Regions from separate parts of the Mus musculus genome. Here region 1 is linked to region 2. Evidence: chromatin contacts called from public HiChIP or PLAC-seq data. All regions are on one chromosome and are shown on one strand. The core of a region is the stretch at or near the end of the contact, and the rest is flanking DNA. Distances in the headings are between cores, read along the strand shown. Region 1 holds the start of Rsph1 (radial spoke head 1 homolog (Chlamydomonas)). Region 2 holds the start of Ccdc167 (coiled-coil domain containing 167).

Region 1 (5,112 bases), core at 1,901-4,400, 1.6 Mb after region 2:
TGGTCTTGAAGAAGGTCCCTGTGCAGTTCTCAGCACCTAAATGGTGGCTCACAACCATCTGTAACTCCAGTTCCAGGGATTTCAATGACCTCTCCTGGCCTCCTCATTCATTGAATGCATGTGATACACAAATGTACAAGCAGAAAAGAAAAAAACCCATACACCCAAAATTTTAAAAATTAATATTTTTTAAAAAACCCAAATGTAAAAATAAACCACTTCTAAACCAATCTGAAATTGCTATGAATCAATCTATCTTGTAAGCTGATTAGACTGGAGATGGATCTCAGTGTTAGTGAAACTGCCTAGCGTGTGTAAGACCCTGGGTTTCACCCCTTCACACACACACGCACAGGCTCAGAGAGAGAGAGAGAGGAGGGAGAAGGGAGAAGGAGAGAGAAAGAGAGAAAAACACACATATATACGCACACACAGAGAACATACATACATACACAGAGAGGCAGAGACAGATACACATACTGACATACACACACATAAAGGTAGAGAGACAGAGACAGAGGGCAATAGAGACAGATACAGAGAAACACAGATACAGACACACACACACACAACTTTTGCAAGGAGTACCACTTGTAGGGGCTGAAGCAGGATTGTGGGATCACTTGAGCCATGGGGTTGAAGGCCACACCTGAGCCACAGAGCCCCAACCCTAAAATCAAGGGAATAAAAAAGTGATACAAGGTTGCAATCCTCCCCTTTTTTCCTATAGTTTTTAAGATGAATGTTTTCTGGCTCAAAATACATGGATGTAGCACATATAATACATACTAAAATGGCCAGAGCATTCAGTAATGACATAACATGGCTAGCTTATAACATCACTCTACATACTTTCAACATAGACAATAACATTAAATATTATTACATATTAAAATATAATGCACGGGGTTGGTACAGGCCATCACGTGGGAAACCTCATAAACAAACCCGTGAGCAGTTTAGCTCAGAAATTCCTGCCTAGAATATAAGTGTTTAACCCTACAAATTTGATCTCAGGGTTGTTCCAAACAACAGTGTGGTGGTTTGAGTGAGGACGCCCCCTATAAGCTCATGTATCTATCTCTGCATTGATTCCCCGTTTGGTGGTAGTTTGGGGAGACTGCTGAACCTTTGGGAGGTAGAGGCTTGCTGGAGGAAGCACATCACTAGGGACGGACTTCCGAGTGTTTGTAGTTTCATACCACTTCCTGTTTGTGCTCTCTGCTCGAATCTGAAGATGTCAGCTCTCAGCTACCTGTTCCTGTCGCCATGTCTGCCCCTGTGCCTGCTTCCTCACCAGGACAGACTCTCACCCCCCTGGAATCATAAGTGCAAATAAACCCTTCCTTCCATGAGCCATGGTGCTTGATCACAGCAATAGAAAGGTAGCTAATACCCACAATGCACAAAGTCACTGCTCCCATCTTGGAGGTCTCCCATTATGGCCAACGCTGAGTCACAGAAGTGGATCCCTACTGCCATCTCAGGGACCTCCCAGTATGCCTAACACTGACTGAGCTGTATGGGTGACTAACAGAGACATTCTTTAAGTTCACCTAAAGGTGGTTTGGTGTCTTGACTACAGGCTTAAACATGTTACAAATCAGTAGGAGCGGGCGGGGAACAAACCGGAAACCCCGATGGAAGACGAGACTGTGTGTAAATCAGATATGTATGAGCAGAAGCAGAGGGTAGATTAATGACCTCTGTGTCTCTCATGAGAGAGTGTGTGTGGATGGTGTATGGTGTGGTTTGTGTGTGTGTGAGGTGTGTGGTATGGTGTGTATGTGTGGTGTGTGTGTGTGGTATGGGGTATGTGTGTGTATGTGTGGTGTGTGTGTGTGTGTGGTGTGTGTGGTATGGGGTATGTGTGTGTATGTGTGGTGTGTGTGTGTGTGTGTGTGTGTGATGTGCAGTAAGGTGGGTATATCCATGACCATGTAGGTGTTTGCTCATGTGAACGTTCATGCTCATCTCTAGAAACCAGAGATTGACATGCAATGTCTTCCTCGAATCTCTCCACCTTATATTTTGAAACCGGTCTCTCACTGAAAGCTGGACACCCCCCCCCCCCCCCCCGTTCAGGTAGGCTGGCCAGCCAGCTCCAGGGATCCTCCTGTGCTAGCTCTTTACATGATAGTGGTATCTGAACTCAGGTCCATGTGGCTCAGCAAGCACTTTACTTGACAGAGCCATCTTCCCCATGGAAGGAGAACCCTAAGAAACCAGGTCTGTCAGATTGGAAAGGAGGCAGCTAAGCCAGGGCGCATGTTGCAAACTTCAGGTGCAATACCAGCCTCCAGCACGGAGACCATGAGGTCTAGATTTCACACTTGAGAGAGTCCTGTTTTTTTGCACTAGCTCCTTGGTGTTGGGAGCAAGGGACTCCAAAGCACTCCTGCATCTTCCCACTGACCAAGCTGCTCCTGCTCATGGATGAAGAAGTTAAGTAGGGAAGCCTGCAAAGAGGTCTGAGCAGGTACCAACACTGCATTACAGAGCATAGGGCTGGGCTCTTCAGTTGATGCTCAAACTCCCGTTTGCTCACACACAGCAGGCCTAGTCCCCACTTTGTCAGCCAGGGCGTGGTCATTCTCGGATTTAAGGATAAACAGCCGGCCCACAATGCACTCACCATGAGAGCACATCCTGGCTATGGGTCCTTTGCCTTCCCTCTGTTGTCTACACTAGGGAAGTGATCCCGATGACTTGGGATGGTTCAGAGACACTGATTCAAGACCTACATGGTGAAACCTTGAGAGCCCGGGCCACCTCAGCACAGTGGTGAGTTGTCAGGAGGCAACCTTCTCTATCCCTTTAACTCATACCCTCTGCCTAGAAATCTTCGCCTTTAATGGGAGGCGGGATGGGAGCGGGGAAGGAGGGTGGAAACTAGACGTCACGGCGTTTCACCTTTCAAGCGACTTCCTGGACTCAGCGCCGCCAGTGTGGCCGGCGTGGTTCTGTCCCCGGCCTTTCGGCCCTTCGGTCCCCACGCCTCCCGCTCCGGAGCTGCGACGTACTCCAGAAGTCCCTCCCTGGTCAAGAGCTCTCACCCCAAGGTCGTTCTCTCCCTCCTCCTCTAACTCCTCAGAGCCCAGGTCCGACATGATCTGGTTTCAGACAGGATCTCAGGAGCAACGTCTCTATCAAGCAGTTACCAGCCACCCCCACGCGCGTCCCGCGTCGTCATGGAGACACTGCCCGCCCCACTTGGCTCTCCGCCTGAAAGAGTGGCGGAAAACGGCTGCAAAAGAAGCGTGGGAGGAGCCAAGAGCTGGAATAGTGTCCTAGCAACTGGAAGGGCATTTCTGCCAATCGCCGCCCAGGACGAGGGGGTGGGCGGGGCCTTGGCAGACTTGGTACCCACGCAGACCTGGCCTCCTAACATGGGCAGTGTCACTGGCCTGGGGAATGTCCTTAGTAGTCTAGTTTGTGGGCTCTACAAGGAACCACCTGAAAAAGCAGACCCGCCATTAGGATGAGAGATGTATCTCAAATCTAGGCCTTGCCTTTCAATCCCTTGGGTCCCCCGTGGATGCAAGGACCCTCCCAGGCTCATCTACACTGAGATGTTTGTGGTCTCTAGATGAGTGTACTCTTGAGTCTTTTCTGTTTCCTGTCAACACGTATACACTGGAGCGATGAATTCTGACCACTCAAACTCATGCTCACTGACCCGGGTCAGGGTTTAACATCTCAAACCAATTCAGGTTACTTTTGAGCTTTCTCTCGCAAAGAACCCACATTCATTCTGCTCTGTCTTCTGGTGCCTGTGGGCTTCCTCTCAAAGGCCCAGCCTGTCATGCCACGCATACAGACCCACTCAGACCCACTTATTCACACTGACTGTCTCTTACAGATAGGTCCCTCCAGTGCCACATTCTACCCTGCAAGGCCCCTCTGGGTCCCCTCCCACCCCTATACTGTCATCCCAGGCTCAGACCTTCCTGCTAAGCTAGACTTTCTGTCCCGGTATCTGGCCTCCTACCCGTCTCACAGTTTTCCTCTGTGCAGAAACCCAAGCACACACAGGCTCCCTCTATGTCCTCAAGATCCCCCCTCCCTGCACTAGCTACATTGCAAACAAACCAAACCGCCCAATCCTCTAGTTCCTACTTCTGGCTTCTGCCTGCTCTAGCCCACCAGCTCCCTGGAATACCTGCTTGCCCACACTTGAAAGCACACCAATACACTTTTTTTTCCTCCCCAAAGATTGGCTAAAGAGCTGTCTCCCCGTGTAATAAAACGTAAAACATAACTTGGGACAGACAATTTAAAATGCTAATGTGCCTTGATGTGTATGCAGTGTTCCAATTCACACACACACACACACACACACACACACACACACACATACCAGGTGCCGATTTCCACAGCCACAGCCACAGCCACAGCCACAGCCACAGCCACACGACCACTGTAATCACTCCTGGGTGCAACCTTTAGAATCTGCTCTTCACACTTCATGTGAACTGTCCTTGTCACTGTGACAATTTTGGTTGTCAACCCAACACACTCGGGAAGAAGGGATCTCAATCGAGGAATTGTGTCCTGGTCTGTGAGAATGTCTGTGGTGGGTATTGCTCATTGGTGGAGGAGAACCCAGCCCACTGTGGGCGGCACCATCTCTAGGATGTGTAAGCAAGCCAGAGGGCATGAGCCAGTAGGTAGTGCTCCTCTTAGGTCTTCAGCCCGTAAGCCAAATAAGCCATCCCTGCCCCTGAGTTGCTTTGGTCCATGCTATTTTACCATAGCAACAGGAAGGCAAGGTAAAACTGTCACTGTGATGTATGGTAGGTAACCAAACTGTCCTCACTAGGTTTTATACATGAGCTAGTGTGCCCTCTGACCAACATCCCTGTAAGTTTGACCTGTTACATCCCACAGCAGCTGGGGTTTAAATGTCTCCTACAGAATGCCAGGTGCTGTTGGTAGATGCCAGCGGCTTTTCCACCACTGAGCAAATCACACAAGGCCACAGCTTAGCTAATGGTTATGGAGGTTTTAGTCCTGGGTAACTGGCTCTACCACTTTGAGACTTCTGTCAGCATGATGAGAACCCTGGTCATGAGGTCTGCCTCTGGGTCAGAATACTTACTTGCATTAAGA
Region 2 (5,126 bases), core at 2,380-4,879:
CTACGGTCAGTCCTGAGCGAGTCTTCTATTTGCCCTGAAACGTTACAAGCCAGGTCTCCAAGGTCTGTGCTGCTCTGGGTTCTTTTCCAGGCTCCCACAAACAGCTCATTAAGCTTTGATCACTAATGGTATTTCCAGCCCCACGTTCTAAATGCCTCCACAATCCTCCCTAAACAACATGGTCAGGTCTGTCACTGCAGTAACCATGATCTTGGTACCAGGATCAGCTCTGGTTTGCTCTTCTGTTGCTGTGATAAACAATATGACCAAAAGCAACTTGGGGAAGAAAGGATTCATTTCAACTTAAATATTTATTTATTTATATTATTTATATGAGTAAATCATAGCTGTCTTCAGACCCACCAGAAGAGGGCATCAGATCCCATTACAGATGGTTGTGAGCCACCATGTGGTTGCTGGGAATTGAACTCAGGACCTCTGGAAGAGCAGTCAGTGCTCTTAACCGCTGAGCCATCTCTCCAGTTCTCACTTCAACTCAAGGTTTATAGTTCATCATGAAGGGAACTCGAGGCAGGAGCTGATACGGAGACCATGGAGGGTGCTGCTTACTGGCTTGCAACCATGGCAACCCAGTACTTATATATATCAGCCTGCTTCCTTTTTTATTTATTTATTTATTTTTTTTTTTATTTTCTGAGACAGAGTTTCTCTGTGTAGCCCTGGCTGTCCTGGAACTCACTTTGTAGACCAGGCTGGCCTCGAACTCAGAAATCCACCTGCCTCTGCCTCCCAAGTGCTGGGATTAAAGGTGTGCGCCACCATGCCCGGCTAGCCTGCTTGCTTGCTTATACAACCCGGGACCACCTGCTCTCACCTCAAATCATTCCTCAAGAAAATGCCCCACAGATTTGCCCACAGGCCAATGTGATGGAGGCAATTTCTTGAAGGTCCTTTTTAGATGACCCTAGTTTGTGTCAACCAGACAAAAAACTAGCCAGCACCCTACCATTCATAAGGCTGCAAAATGGGTAGATCTGCTCCCATACAAAGCACTAAGAGAATACACGTTGTGTCAAACTCAAACACTTCAAAAGTTGATGGTGTAGCTCAATGGTAGATCACCTGCCTAGCAGGCAGGAAGCCCTGGGCTCTAGCCCTAGCGTAGGTAGAGGTAGATAGATAGGTAGATAGATAGAAGATTGATTTGTGTCAGCCTGACAAAAGACAGGAGTTTCTCCTCCATATTACAGATGTGGAAATGAAAGCAGGAAGAAGGGGATAGATTTAAATGGTTGGGGTGATGAAGGAGTCCCTGTCTGTCCTCCGCCACCTTATGCCAGGCATGCTCCGGGCACCTGACAGCCACATGGTGAGGAGAGGTGTGCTCTGCAGGGAGATCTGCTCCCAACTCCCCTGGTGATGAGACTGCAGCTGGGCATGTGGCCTCTTAGCTGACGAGCCCAGCCCAGTCTCCGCTGCCCTGCAGGTAGTGGGGGGTGCACCTTGGTTCGTAGGAATAGAAAGTGGGCAGTTCTGGGCCCAGAGTCCTTAACGCAGCAGGCACTTTCTCTATTCTCTTCTTGACGAAGAGCATACCAGTGGGGTGGTCCTAATCTTGCTGATAAGATGGCAGAACCCTGGTAAGCGGAAAGGCTGTGGACAGAATATATGCCACCTCCTCTTCTTACGAAGAAGTGGGTTTTGGTTTTCTCACTATTGTCTACGCTGACCTTAAACTCACGAGCTTCCTACCTCAGCCGCCTAAGCACACAATTAGCTTTAAATGAGGTCTCACCGGAGCTGCTACAGTCACACTGCCCACGGCCACCTTCATATTAAGACAGACTGATTATGTGATTGCTATACTTTTTGTTTGTGTATTTGAGCCAGGATCACATGTAGCAAGGGTTGAGCTATGAAGGTTTTGTGATCTTCCCCTGATTCCCAAGTGCTGGGTTACAGGCATTATGTCACCAGAACTAGCCATACGAGTTCTTACGAATGTTTTGCTTATATGTTTGTGCACCACATACATATCTGGTGTCCGGAGAGGCAAGAACAGCCCGTGCTCTTAACTACTGAACCTTCTCTCCAACCCCAGTACTTATATTCTTTAAAACTGAGATAACATTCATTAACAAATACTGAAGTGGGCTGGGCTTCCATAATGCTCTGGTCAACGTTATCATCAACTCATACAATGTTCTCTGGTGTGTACTTCTGTTAAAGAGATCTTATTTAATAAACGTACAGTTCTCATTAGCGTTGAACTCACTGCCCAAAGGACCACATAATACTGAGTTGTTCCACACCTGAAAAATGGTTTATGTAACAAACCGATTGTCGCTCTAAGCCCCATCACAGTCCTGGAGCACTAGACAGCACGTCAGCGCGGTGCTTACGGATCCCTCAAAGTAGCAAACCACCACTAAAGAGAACAAAAATGCAGCCAGGCATGGTGGCACACGCCTTTAATCCCAGCACTTGGGAGGCAGAGGCAGGCGAATTTCTGAGTTCGAGGCCAGCCTGGTCTACAGAGTGAGTTCCAGGACAGCCAGGACTACACAGAGAAATCCTGTCTGAAAAAAACAAACAAACAAACAAACAAAAAAGGGATCACTGAGGAGATAAGTAACCTCTGGGAGGATGCCTCGAGGGCGTCCAATATTTTGACATTGAAGCCTGATGCTGTCATCTACAAGCATGCTGTATCACATTCCTAGATGTACTGGAACACCAGTGGCCCAAGGGCCCAGGCTGAACATGCCTTCGTTGTAAGGGAGAGGAAACGAGTCCCCACTTCCAGGAAGCCCACCTGAGCATTATTCCCTGCTCTATCACCTTCACCACTTTAAGCTGGCTTCCGCCTTTTCGTTTCCTTGCAGTGTTGCTCTGTATCCCAGGCTGGCTTAGATCTCTGAGCCCTGGGACTATAACCATGTGCCACCTATGTCCTGAGTTCCACGTAGACCCTCAGTTCCCTCGTCTATACGAGCATAACAGACATGCAACAATTCATTGAACATGCAAACGAAACATGCATCAGACGGCTTTTTTTCCATGCATGACAAACTATTTTAAAGGCCTTCCCAAACACCAATTCTAGGAATCTCTGCAGATTTCCAAAGATCCTCAAGCTACAAGGCTGATACCCCACAGGAAAAACTTCCCCTCTCTGGAGACGTTTAAGCCACTAGCAGTATACTGAATAATAGCCTCGCACTCACCCTGGAGTCTTATTAGCTCCATGGTGGTCCCTCACCTACAAGTCCCGAACACCTTTGGTTCCCACCTGTCTCTTTCTGCTAAAGTCTCCCTTAGTCTCCGAGTCTCTCCTTTTAGAATACCCACTATGGCCTGTCTTCTTTGGGACTCCCCTGACCAGGGATGGAGCTGATGGTTCTCAGCTCCATCCCTGCCTTCCTCATCGTGACCCTTCACCTCCCTTCACAGCCTCTCCCAAAGCCACGTCGCCCTCGCTTCCTCCATCTGACCCTCGACGTCGCAGCCGCCGGGCCGATCGACGCCCCTGCGTCGGAACACAGTGACTAACCACGTGACTCGAACCCGACTTCTCCCCCTCACCTCCTGAGCGACACCAAGATTCTCCCGCTTCTTTTTAGTCATATTGCTTGCTGTCTTTTCCGCGCTGGACCAGCCCATTAAGTCGCACTACGCACGCGCAGGACCTCGTGCTTCTTTTTCATTGGTCGGTGCAGAGGAAGGAGGCGGGACTTCTGCGTCGCCATCTTGTTAAGGGGCGCGTCCATCCTGCAGCGGCCATGTTTGTGAGGGGCGGCCTCCGGGTATAAGATGTGCAGGGAAGCAGTTTCAGGTCTACCCGTGAGTGGAGACCTCTTTACGTACTTGAGAGCTTTTATCTTAACTTCCTTCTTTCTTTTCAAACATCTTCCTTCTTGCATCCCTCAGGGCATCCCTGCACCGTTTTTTAGGCTATCCTCGTTCAAATGTTCTTGCTCCTGCAAGGCTCAGCCTGCAAGCCCTGGCCCTTCAGTCCCAACTTGAACTGCTCTGCCCTTTGGGATCTAATATGGTCTTGCACCGTTAATCCTTTCTGTCCTGTGTTCTTTCGCATTAGCTTGTTTTCTGGTGAAATGAGAACAGCCTGCAGACATCACGGAAGGCATGAAGAAGGCTCGCAGCACACCATATTAGCCTGAGATTCCTAGGTCTTACCTGGGCTTCTGGCTTTCTTTTAGAGGCTTGTTCATGCTTAGGATTTTAGAGTGTTTAGACCTTGGACTTGGAGATGTTTTGACTATAACCCTACCACAGGACATAGACATAGAGCTGCCACCAAAGTTTTACAAGTCAGTACCTTTTCTTTTTCATTTTTTTAATTAGATATTTTTAAAATTTACATTTCAAATGCTATCCTGCAAGTTCCCTATACCCTCCCCCCGCCCTGCTCCCCTACCCACCCACTCCTACTTCTTGGCCCTGGCATTCCCCTGTACTGGGGCATATAAAGTTTGCAAGACCAAGGGGCCTCTCTTCCCAATGATGGCCGACTAGGCCATCTTCTGCTACATATGCAGCTAGAGACACAAGCTCCGGGGGGTACTGGTTAGTACATATTGTTGTTCCACCTATAGTGTTGCAGACCCCTTCAGCATCTTGGGTACTTTCTCTAGCTACAAGTCAGTACCTTTAGCATCTGTGAAGTGCTATGGTTTTTTTGTTTTTGTTTTTTTTATTAAAAGAAAAAAGTTAGCTGAGCATGGTGGACATATGAGTAGTCTCAATTATTTAGGATAGTGAGGTGGTGCATCATTTAGAGTCCACAGTTTTGAAATCAGCCTGGACAACAGTGAAACCTTAATAATAATAATAATAATAATAATAATTAATTTTTAAAAAATTGTGGTATGGCAAAAAAACTAAAAGTAGATAGATGTTGTCTGAAAGAGTGGGGATGTGGTTCAAAAAGCTGCCATAGATCCCTCAGGTACCTACGTTCCATTCTTGTACTGGATATTATCTCACACCGCAGGGCCTCTCTGCTTCGGGAACAGAGCAGGCCTGTGTGCACACACAGCTCTGTCCTTCCGTGTCTCTTTCTAAAGATAAATTTGCCCCCGTGGAATTACTAGGTCAGAGATGATGAGACCAGAATCGAAGCTCCTTGTTTCTACCCACTTATC

Evidence for each region. HiChIP or PLAC-seq counts read pairs in DNA pulled down with a chosen protein or histone mark.
Region 1: a contact with region 2 is called in an H3K4me3 HiChIP or PLAC-seq map of bone marrow-derived macrophages, with 12 times the contacts expected there. The contact joins the promoter of Rsph1 here to the promoter of Ccdc167 in region 2. A contact is called at or near these places in 1 of 39 promoter capture datasets (liver) and 1 of 115 datasets of contacts at active chromatin or transcription factors (bone marrow-derived macrophages).

Annotation. Positions count from the first base shown.
Region 1 is chr17:31,274,146-31,279,257 of GRCm38.p6, forward strand. Rsph1 (radial spoke head 1 homolog (Chlamydomonas)) reads right to left here and starts at 3,151. Exons shown (of 9, transcript NM_025290.4): 1 at 3,057-3,151. The coding sequence starts at 3,110.
Region 2 is chr17:29,713,388-29,718,513 of GRCm38.p6, forward strand. It overlaps Ccdc167 (coiled-coil domain containing 167), which reads right to left and starts at 3,630. Exons shown (of 4, transcript NM_026782.2): 1 at 3,547-3,630. The coding sequence starts at 3,588.